Regions from separate parts of the Ctenopharyngodon idella genome. Here region 2 is linked to region 1. The links are chromatin contacts, called in public Hi-C maps. All regions are on one chromosome and are shown on one strand. The core of a region is the stretch at or near the end of the contact, and the rest is flanking DNA. Distances in the headings are between cores, read along the strand shown. Region 1 holds the start of stpg2 (sperm-tail PG-rich repeat containing 2). Region 2 holds the start of LOC127512748 (ras-specific guanine nucleotide-releasing factor RalGPS1).

Region 1 (5,415 bases), core at 613-3,112:
CACGTCATACATATCTCACCCCCAAATGAATAGAAATAAATAGGTTGTGATATTTTGCTTAAAGATTTGTTGCATTGAGACATTATTTTCGTGACAATTAAGCACATTTAACCCTCAAATTCTCATTACTGTAGGGGAAAAACACTGATATATTATTTAAATTGTAAGTATTTATACATCATGGTCATATTTATTATACTGTCTTTAATTTATGCTTATTGATTTTTTTTTTTTTAATTATTAAATGCTTTTTATACTGTAATGCAGTTAAGTTGTGCTTAAAATGTACTTCATTGTCATGAAAAGGATTAAAAAAAGATGAAGTATAGACTCGATTTTCTTTATGCAAAACATAAATTATTTTGAGTTCTGGTGTGAAATGTGACCTGGACATGTTTTGGTGGGATTTATCAACGGATCAGCCGAATGTTTGAATACATGCAATGACGTGCAGATACGACAGCTGTAATTAACTGGAAAGAGTTTTGATTTTTGAAGAGATATCTATTCTTTTATGCCTGATTATCAGTTTAGTTAAGAATGTGAACCATCTGACGGCAGCCAACGATGTCAGGAGATGCTGTTTTAGTGTTTAGTATTGATTTGAGATCAATTCAGATCGAGTGAAAGAACAGCACTGGTTAATAATGTAGTTGTCTGTTCGTTTATTTCTTATAGTTCTGTGCAGGACTGATGATTGTAATGAAGTGTGTGTGTGTTTTTTATAAGCATGTTTGAATGAAGCTGAAGGAGAAACACTGGACACACAATCCACAATACAACATCTCTGAGTACATTCATATCAGCTTCAGAAATCTGACACGAAGCAGAATCAGAGGAATAATTCTGTTCAGAAGGAAAATTCCCATTATTTACTCCTCATGTTGTTTGCTCCAGTATGCTGATTTATTGTCAGTGGGACAAAAGAAAAGGACATAAAAAATCATTAAAAAACAAAAAAGCGCTCTATGTGCATCATGCTCTGTATTCTGGAGTCATAAGATTTAGAATAGAGAGCATGATGCACATAGAGTACTTTTATGGTGTTTTTCTAATCATTTTGGGGGTTTAATTGTCAGTGTATGAAATAAGTTGCATAAATAAGAAATTTGTGTACTTGGAATATAGTGTACGATTTTATGAGACTACTGTACTTTTTTGGAGCTTGATAGTGAATAACAATGATCTGTAACATGGAAAGAGCTCATCAAAAATGTCTCATTTTGTGTTCTACGTAAAAAATAAAAACATACAGATTTGGAACGCCATGATGAGGGTGAGTAAATAATGACAAAATTTTCCTTTTGGTACAAACTTATTCCTTTTTTTACAGTGAATTGTCAGATTTATTTAAAATACTCTTCGGAGTCTAATAATATCGCTGCACACAGCAAACTGACTCTTGATGGTGATTAGTAGTTATTTGTTGCGAGTATTATTTATCTAGCATCAGTTTTGCCTTGTATGTGTGTATGAATTAAAACTGTTTTTGTTGAAGAGACACGTTTTTATTTCTGTATTGTCTGAGGAGCGACTGCTTTCATAAACACACAGACACACATGTACAGCATGTACGTTATGACTGTGAATTAACTCTTGTTGTGTTGCCATGTAAATAATATGTTGCTAAATTATTTCTTGTTTGCCATTGTGGTACATTGCGGTTTATCAGCTAAAAGGCTGATTCTTCTGTACAGCCATTAAATGCAGTGAACACAGCTTTGTCTTGGTCTAAACTTTGTCATTTTTCACTTGATTTCTGGAGGAAGTTAACGTTGACCATTTGTGGTTTGAGAGGATCTGATGGGAAGGATCTGTGGTTATTGGAAATATCGATGGTTACTGCACTCTAGTGGCATGTAGGTGCATCTGCTAAAACTAAAGATTTCACTCAAAGTATGAGATTATATATACACTAAAAAAAGCACAATGACAAGGTTAAATAGCTTTGAATAATTCATCATAATGTATCAGAAATTTTTTTATAAGCCTGAGGGATGAAACGCGACTTAAATTAAAGAAAAAGAGGAATAAAGGAGATTTAAGCCACTTTTGCTTGTGTATGAAAAATTTTGCATATAAAATTAAAAAAAATAACGACATATTCAGGAGATAACGATTTTGGGTTTTCGTGATTAAAAGAAATAATGTCTTTAAAGGATAAAACTGTGGGTCACATTAGTAGGGTTAAAGATATAAGAGCATAAATCAGCCCAAAATGTATTGGTTATACTACAATCACAAAATAAATGGGCAGCTGTTTTTTTCAACAAGACCACAAAATGCGCAAGTTTCATCAATATCAAGGTATTTACAAACCCGTCGCTCATGCGCCTCGTGATAACGTCAATATCACTCTTTCAGGCTATATAGTACGTACTATTTAAGTGCTTGTTAAGTAAGTACTGATTGAAATGAAATAGAATACCTACTCGAGAGTATGCGATTTCGGACGCCGCCTGGAGCTCTTTGTTTACGGTTCTTCGGGGATCCTCGCGCAGGCTAGTGAACAGCGCCACATGCCGGCGCGGATGAACTGCCAAAATGTTTTCGTTTTAACAGCCAAAACGTTTAATTTCAATTTTTTTAGGGGCAGTAAAACACTTTATAGCAACTATAACCATAAATTAACAGCACTTTACAAATAAAAAAATAAAATGTATTTTTTTTTCTAGTTTTGTAATTTCCCTTTTGCTTTAAGCTTTTCTAGGATTTTTTTTTTTATTGAAATTAAATATCGTGACGCGGATAATATTGTTGGCTCCTTATAAATTAATTCTGTTTTTTCCCATTTGTTTGTAGGTCGCTTTGGATAAAAACGACTGCTAAATTCATTTAGCAGTCGTGTGTGTGTGTGTGTGTGTGTGTGTGTGTGTGTGTGTGTGTGTATATAATTTATTTTATTAAATTGAGTCAACTCTCTACATTGGCCTAGTTTTGTGTTTTTCCGCGTTACAGTGACCAGGCGACGGATTAACTCATGAATATTAAGTAGCTTAAGAAAGTGACTGGCAGCTTCAGGAAGTTTACGAAGCACGTCTCCTTTACCTAATTAATATTCATGAACATCAACGTATTCGTAATTGGCGTCCAGGCAACGCCGCGACGCGCTCCAGTGACTGGAGTTTGTGAAGTGACTGAAAGACACTTCACTGCTCTCATAATGTTACATTAGTTAATTAAACACGTTTCATCAATGTACAATATAAATAATTAATCAACATGTATGATCGAGCTCCCAGGTTCACACATTTGACATTAAGCGGCACCACGACTGAAATTGGACCAGGATCTTATAATATCAGCAGGTCTCTGAGCGGCAAATACAGTAAGTTTCATTTTAACATGAAATTTTCATTTTTTTAAAGCCTAAGACCAGTGGCCGTCTAATCTTGAAAGTTAGTCATCTAAATTTTGCTCATAACTTTTTAAGGACAGTTACATAAAAAGGTAGATTGGTAAAAAAAAATTGAACTGGAAAAGCGAGATGGAAATGAACCCTTTGGTTAACTGCTAGTTGGTCTTAACATAGTGGCTGAGTTTATGCAACTGGCCCTAAAATTGACCATAGTTTTAATACAAATAAAACTCAAAAACTATTGTTATTGTAGTTAAACCATGGTAACCACAAATTAACCATAGCTTTGCTACACTAACCATAGTTTAACATGGTATTTGTAGTAAAACTGTGTTTATACAAATGGTAATAAGAAAAAAAACGTTGTTACTACACTTTTACTATAATAAAACCATGGTTAATTTTCGTGAGGCAGTTCTAAACCTTACCAAGAAGCATATTACATAAAAGGTTATTCAATGTTTTTTTTTTGCAGACATCTCTTCTTACCAACAACCATTTCTCTGTATAGTTTTCTTGGGTTGCTATAGTTCTTGATGTTAAATTAGGTTTATTCAGACCAGTATGTTGTTTAATTTAAAGTTTTCTAAAGAACTAGATTAGAGAATAAATAAAAGTTTCTCATATGGCATTAGGGTTGTGCAACTCTTTTTAGTTATTATTTGAATCTCTATTTTAATAGTTTAGGCACCTGTAATCAATCAACTAGGCTATTGTATTTGTATTAATACTAATATAATAATAATAGTTATTATTATTTGAAAGAGTAATTGTTGATGCATTTCTGCAGATTCGTATGCCCCGTTCCTCTCGCTGTCCAGTAGAGAGTCTGGGTTCCTGGGGTTGGGCAGTGGTCTCCTCTCTCCTGGACCAGGACAGTATAACAGTGACATTACCAGGGTACGTTATGGTTTTAACATCACTGTGCAATCAGTTAACATGTCAGTGACAAGTGCAAAATTACTGGAATATTGCAGAATCATATTCTGGGAGGAAACAGTCTGCAGAATCGATCCAGGCGGTTTGATGACGTGGTGTCAGATGTGCCGGGGCCGGGAGCGTACAATGTTACGAACAATGTTTCACCTTCAGAGAAAAGAACAACCAATCCAGAGAAGAGTGTGAAGGTGAGACATTAGTTTGGATTATAATTTAGTTTTATTGTTATGCATTATATAAATCATATAAAGTGTTGTTATTAAGGCAAAACAAATTTGAAAAAGGTGAATCTCACAAAGAAATAAGTAATATTTCAACCTAAAATCAAAAGATAAATATAACGAGTAATATTTTGCATAAAGATAATAAAGCTTGTTTGTAGGATCATTGCATCTTTTTAATGTTTTTGAAAGAAGTCTCTTCTGCTCATCAAGCCTGAATTGATTTGTTCAAAAATACAGAAAAAACAGTAATATTGTGAAATATTATTACAATTTAAAATAATGGTTTTCTATTTTAATATACTTTAAAATATAATTTATTTCTGTGATGCAAAGCTGAATTTTCATCAGCATCATTACTCCAGTCTTCAGTGTCACATGATCCTTCAGAAATCATTCTAATATGCTAATATGATACTAAGTTATTATCAAAGCTGAAAACAGTTGTGCTGCTTAAAGGTTTAGTTCACCCAAAAATGAAATTGCTGTCATTAATTACTCACCCTCATGCCATTCCACACCCGTAAGACCTTCGTTCATCTTCAGAACACAAATTAAGATATTTTGATGAAATCCGAGAGGTTTTTTTAATCCTCCATTGAAAGCCACGAAATTACCGTCATTCAAGGTCCAGAAAAGTAAGACATTGTTAAAATAGTCCATGAGACTGCAGTGGTTCAACCTTAATGTTATGAAGCAACGAGAATACTTTTTGTGTGCAAAAACAAAACAAAAATAACAACTTTATTCAACAAATTCGTCTCTCCCCTGTCATTCTCATACAGTATTAATTAATGACAGAAATTTCATTTTTGGGTGAACTAACCCTTTAATATTTTATTTTAACCTGTGCTACTTTTTTCAGGATTCATTGATGACTAAAAAGTTAAAAAAGAA
Region 2 (5,403 bases), core at 1,482-3,981, 150 kb before region 1:
GTCATTCTAATATCTCAGAATGGAGTGATTATTATATCAGAAGGAATAAATATGACCATATTCTACCCCACAGACACAAGAGCCTTGAATGCTGTCGTAATATTCAGGTTATACGCCTCACCAAGCGCTTTGGACTTATACAAAATTTTAACAAGGTTTATCTAATGTAAATAGAAATATTCTCCAGTGCAGCATTATGCTGGATTTCATTAGCTTTGGTCGAGCTGGATTCAGCGTTTGGCATTAACTCTGTTGCTGATCTCTGTAATTTCGTTGCTAGAGCGCTTCAAATAGGATTTCACAGAGAACAGCGGTTGTTTCAGCTGCTAATCCGTTCTAATCCACTTTATGCTCCAAAAGTCAACAGATTTATTAGGAGGATTTTGGAAAAGGAAAAAGTCAAATAAAATCATACATAATGCTGCATAAATGGCATTGACATTTTCATCTCCTTCTGCGAACAGTATTCTTGTATGTGATGTTCATTTTGTCAAATGTTTTTATAATGTGCCATAAGTGTAAAATATTATAAAATATTAAAAAACATGCCCAGGTCATATTTCATAAAAAAAAGAGAAGTTATATTTTGCATAAAATAATTATCTTTTGCTAAAAAAAAAAAAAAAACTTAAGCCTTACAGTATTATGCACATTTTCCCATCCAGTTCATTTAGATGTTCGGGATTCTCAGTATTCTAAATGGGAATTCTCACTATGTTCATATTTTTCAATGGTAGTGAAATAGAGTTTACTATTCTTTATGCAAAATATAACTTTTTATTGTTTTGTTGTTAATTATTTATTTCTTTATTGGGAGAAATATGACCAGGACATGATCTTGATGGGTTTTATATCATTCATCTGTATACTGAATTGAAGTGGATTTAAGAGAGAAATATGGAAGCACAGCCACTTGTAAATATCAAATACCATTGAAGTGAAACTGAGAACACATCTTTATAAGACATTTCATGCAAACATCAAAAGCAAAAGAGCACAAAAAGCAAACAACTTTTGAAAGGGCTGTAAAACACTTGTACATAAGCAGTTGGGTGTTTACTTGTATTATTTTAATAATCTAATGTACAGAATGTGCCATGAATGGATGGCTGGATGTCTGGCTTTCAGTAGTTTGGTATTACAGTCTTTTTGTGCTTGAACTGTTACATCAATACCTCAGATGCTGTGGTATTCAGTAGTTTTTAAGATGTGTTAAGAAGACACAAAGGAGCATGGATTAGAACAAAATGTAAGCTCATTTTATTATAGTTTTAGATCTAATAAATAGGGCTTTTCTTAGAGTATTGAATTATACCTGAAAGTGTTATAAGCTAGTATAACACTCAAACGTGTCTTTTTGGCAATCGTCATTTGATTTTGTTTATTTGTAGTATGTAAATAGTGTTTGAATTATATATATTTTTTTTTATTATGAATGTGCAAATTTCTATATCAAACAGAACAAACAAGTGACAATCATATAGGCAGAAACAACATGTGAAGGATTTTGCCTCGCAGATGAAAACATATAGAAGTCAAATTATCAGTAACATTAAGAATATATCAATTCTTGGAGTAATATGAAAAATAAATTCAACCAATCTTTTGATATAGCTTATGTACTCTGGTTAAAAAAAAAGCATATGATTATATGTTGATTTGTTACAGAAACTTTTTGGGTTATTAATTGGAGACGGTTATATAAAAATATATATTCTCTAGTGACCAAATTTTCTTAATCAGTATAGGCAAAGCTTTATGATGTTGGACGGATCACTACCTCAACAGGACTGTCATAATAATCTGTTTATCAGAAAACGTTTCCTTCAGGACGGCATCATTTCCACTTACGCTTCTGTTGTGTTTTCTTCTTATAGAAGAACTTTGTGAAACTTTGTGAGATTTGTACAAAAATGTGTTTAGCAATAAATGTTTTATTTGTACTGGAAATCCTGTTTTGTTGCACAAAGAACAATTGTGTCCACAATTATTATTCATTTTGTATTCGAGTTGCAATGCTTTTTAATTCCATGTTTCGGACAGTAGATGGCAGTCTCAGCTTATACATTTACATTTAACTACATTTAACTAGATTCCTTGTGTTTAATATATATATATATATATATAATTATATATATGTGTGTGTGAGTGTGTGTGTGTATAAACATGGTTGCAATGCTTTTTAATTCTATATATATATATATATATATATATATATATTATATATATATATATATATAATATATATAAACATACATTTTAATATAATTTTTTTTATCGTATGTAGTATTATAAAATATTATATTTATTATATTATTGATTAATATTTTATGAAATATTATATTATCATGAAAAAGTACATAGGAAAGAATAAATCACATAAATACTTCACAAATACAGAAAATCTTTTGCTTTTATCTTTAAAGAGTTCCTGGTGTTAATGTACTGCCTGTAAACTTCACTTAAAAAGCATCATAAAAATCTACTCTTTATTAGAAAATGTTTGATTTTTAAGTATGAAATTTAGTTAAGATTATAATAAGGTTGATTAAATGTTTGAGTGTTAAATTACAGGACATCGGGAGGCAGAGGAAGACATCCCTACTGTTCAGATGCACCTGCGCGTCCACTTCAAATTCACATAGACCCGGTGCTTCAACGCGATTGGCTAGCGCTTCGCAGGGGGCGGGGTTGTTTATTCGTACAAGGCGTGTGATTGGGCGGTTGACCTGTCCATTAGATCAAAGGAACCTACCTGACACTTCCTGCCCATGAATGTTTCGCTTGTTTTGGCAGTATGATATTTGTGTATCTCTGCCATGTTTGTGTACATCTGTCGCAAATGTATTTACATTTTTAAACGTATAACATCGTCTTGACGCTCTGGAATAATAACCATACGCACTGTTTTGGATTATATGCGCAGTTCAGCACGTTTAATGGATGACTGGAGGAAGAACGTGATTGTTTCTTCTCATTGATCCGGGATCATACAGTAGCCTACAAAGATATAAGGTAGGCGAACCAAATTTTGATTTGATTGATGGTATGGATGGGTCGATGGAGTATTGATTAGGAACAGTCTGTGCACGTCATTCATTAAGACGGGTTAGTAAAGGTGAAAGGTTACAGCCCTGTGCGCGTCACCGCGGCGCTTACATGTTGCAAGGTGCGCGTATGATTAGGCGTGTGCGCGCACGACCCTCAAAATCCTCCTGAGACACCGCAGCTCATTTCTGTCATTTATAATGTTCATGTTGTTTGTTAATAGCTTTGAAGCAATAATAACAATGACATTTTGCTTTGCAATATTTTTTTGCATAGGCTATAAATGCACTGTTTTAACTTAGGCTAAGTTATTTATTAAAGAGGGTATTGTATTGTTTTTCAGATATTTGGGGATAAAGTTAATATAGGCTTTTTTTTTAATTAACAATGACAAATTACTTTACAAACAATGCTATGCGATTTCGTATTAATGAGCTTTCACATACAGCGTTGTATTTCTGATATTGTTTTATGTTTTCAGAAATAGGCTATTAGTCTTTGTTATATGTAAACTTTGTAATATTAAAGGGATAGTTCACCCAAAGATGAAAATTCTGTCATCATTTACTCACCCTTAGGTTGTTCCGAACCTGTATAAATTTCTTTGTTCTGTTGAACACAAAAGAAGATATTTTGAAGAAGATTGTGGGAAACTGAACAGTTTTGGAGCACCATTGACTTCCATAGTATTTTTTTTTTCCTACTATGGAAGTCAATGGTGCCCCAAAGCGGCCTGGTTACAAACTTTCTTCAAAATATCTTCTTTTGTGTTGAGCAGAACAAAGAAATTTATACAGATGTGGAACAACTTGAGGGTGAGTAAATGATGACAGAATTGTCATTTTTGGGTGAACTATCCCTTTAATAGATGATGTAAATGCCACATGCTTCTTTGAATGGAAGTGTTTTCAAAAAATATTATAAACCGCATATGTCTGGTTGGTCTATTCAGCAGTTCCATTGTAATTTTTTTTAATTTATTTATTTATTTTTTACAAGTTTTATGTCATTTCAGTATCAAAGCAGCTTTTTGTTGTTGAAAAAGCCATTGTTTTCCCAGATGCAGTGTCTTTTGTACTGCCTACTATGCAATTCACGCACTTGCATTGCAGACAATGTGAGATGTGTGTAATTGATCAGGACGAAACTTGGAGTAAGTGAGAAGGAATCCAACATCTTATTCCTGATGGCTGAGAGCCAGAGCATTCCTCAGCCCAGGAACCGGTGTAGTACTCAGCTGTTGGCCTTATACTCTACTCATCAGTGCAGGTTTATTTGACTAGGGCAAACGTGAATAACCTTGTTGTGAGCAGATGTCATAAATTTTTGTTTCTTCTGGAAAGGTTCAAAATAGTACACCTAAAAATGAAAAGTTTACTCACCCTCATGTAGGTCCAAATCCGTTCTTCTGTGAAACACAGACAAAGATACTGTTCAGAATGATCAGTCAGTGTACTTTTTACATAACTGGAACAAGCAGCTGTGTGTATATCGATCAGGCATAATATTATGACCACCTTCCTAATATTGTGTTGGTCCCCCTTTTGCTGCCAAAACAGCCCTGACCCGTCGAGGCATGGACTCCACTAGACCCCTGAAGGTGTGCTGTGGTATCTGACACCAAGATGTTAGCAGCAGATCCTTTAAGTCCTGCAAGTTGCGAGGTGGAGCCTCCATGGATCGGACTTGTTTGTTCAGCACATCCCACAGATGCTCGATTGGATTGAGATCTGGGGAATTTGGAGGCCAAGTCAACACCTCAAACTCGTTGTTGTGCTCCTCAAACCATTCCTGAACCATTTTTGATTTGTGTCAGGGCGCATTATCCTGCTGAAAGAGGCCACAGCCACCAGGGAATACTGTTTCCATAAAAGGGTGTACATGGTCTGCAACAATGCTTAGGTAGGTGGTACGAGTCAAAGTAACATCCACATGGATGGCAGGACCCAAGGTTTCCCAGCAGAACATTGCCCAAAGCATCACACTGCCTCCGCCGGCTTGCCTTCTTCCCATAGTGCATCCTGGTGCCATGTGTTCCATGCACCCGGTCCTCTACGTGATTATAAAGGAAAATGTGATTCATCAGACCAGGCCACCTTCTTCCATTGCTCCGTGGTCCAGTTCTGATGCTCACATACCCACTGTTGGTGCTTTCGGTGGTGGACAGGGGTCAGCATGGGCACCCTGACTGGTCTGCAGCTATGCAGCCCCATACGCAACAAACTGTGATGCACTGTGTATTCTGACACCTTTCTATCAGAACCAGCATTAACTTCTTGGGCGATTTGAGCTACAGTAGCTCGTCTGTTGGATCGGACCACACAGGCCAGCCTTCGCTCCCCACATGCATCAGTG

What was found. Hi-C and Micro-C count contacts between places; a contact is called where the count stands out from the background.
Region 2: a Hi-C map of muscle shows a contact between it and region 1, with 4 times the contacts expected there. The contact joins the promoter of LOC127512748 here to the promoter of stpg2 in region 1. A contact is called at or near these places in 2 of 2 Hi-C or Micro-C datasets (both in muscle).

Annotation. Positions count from the first base shown.
Region 1 is chr5:40,070,607-40,076,021 of HZGC01, reverse strand. It overlaps stpg2 (sperm-tail PG-rich repeat containing 2), which reads left to right and starts at 1,862. Exons shown (of 14, transcript XM_051893971.1): 1 at 1,862-3,328; 2 at 4,149-4,258; 3 at 4,336-4,485. The coding sequence starts at 3,223. It overlaps LOC127512748 (ras-specific guanine nucleotide-releasing factor RalGPS1), which reads left to right. Exons shown (of 20, transcript XM_051893969.1): 20 at 1-1,718.
Region 2 is chr5:40,220,198-40,225,600 of HZGC01, reverse strand. It overlaps LOC127512748 (ras-specific guanine nucleotide-releasing factor RalGPS1), which reads left to right and starts at 2,731. Exons shown (of 20, transcript XM_051893969.1): 1 at 2,731-3,015. zbtb43 (zinc finger and BTB domain containing 43) reads left to right here. Exons shown (of 2, transcript XM_051895083.1): 2 at 1-1,950.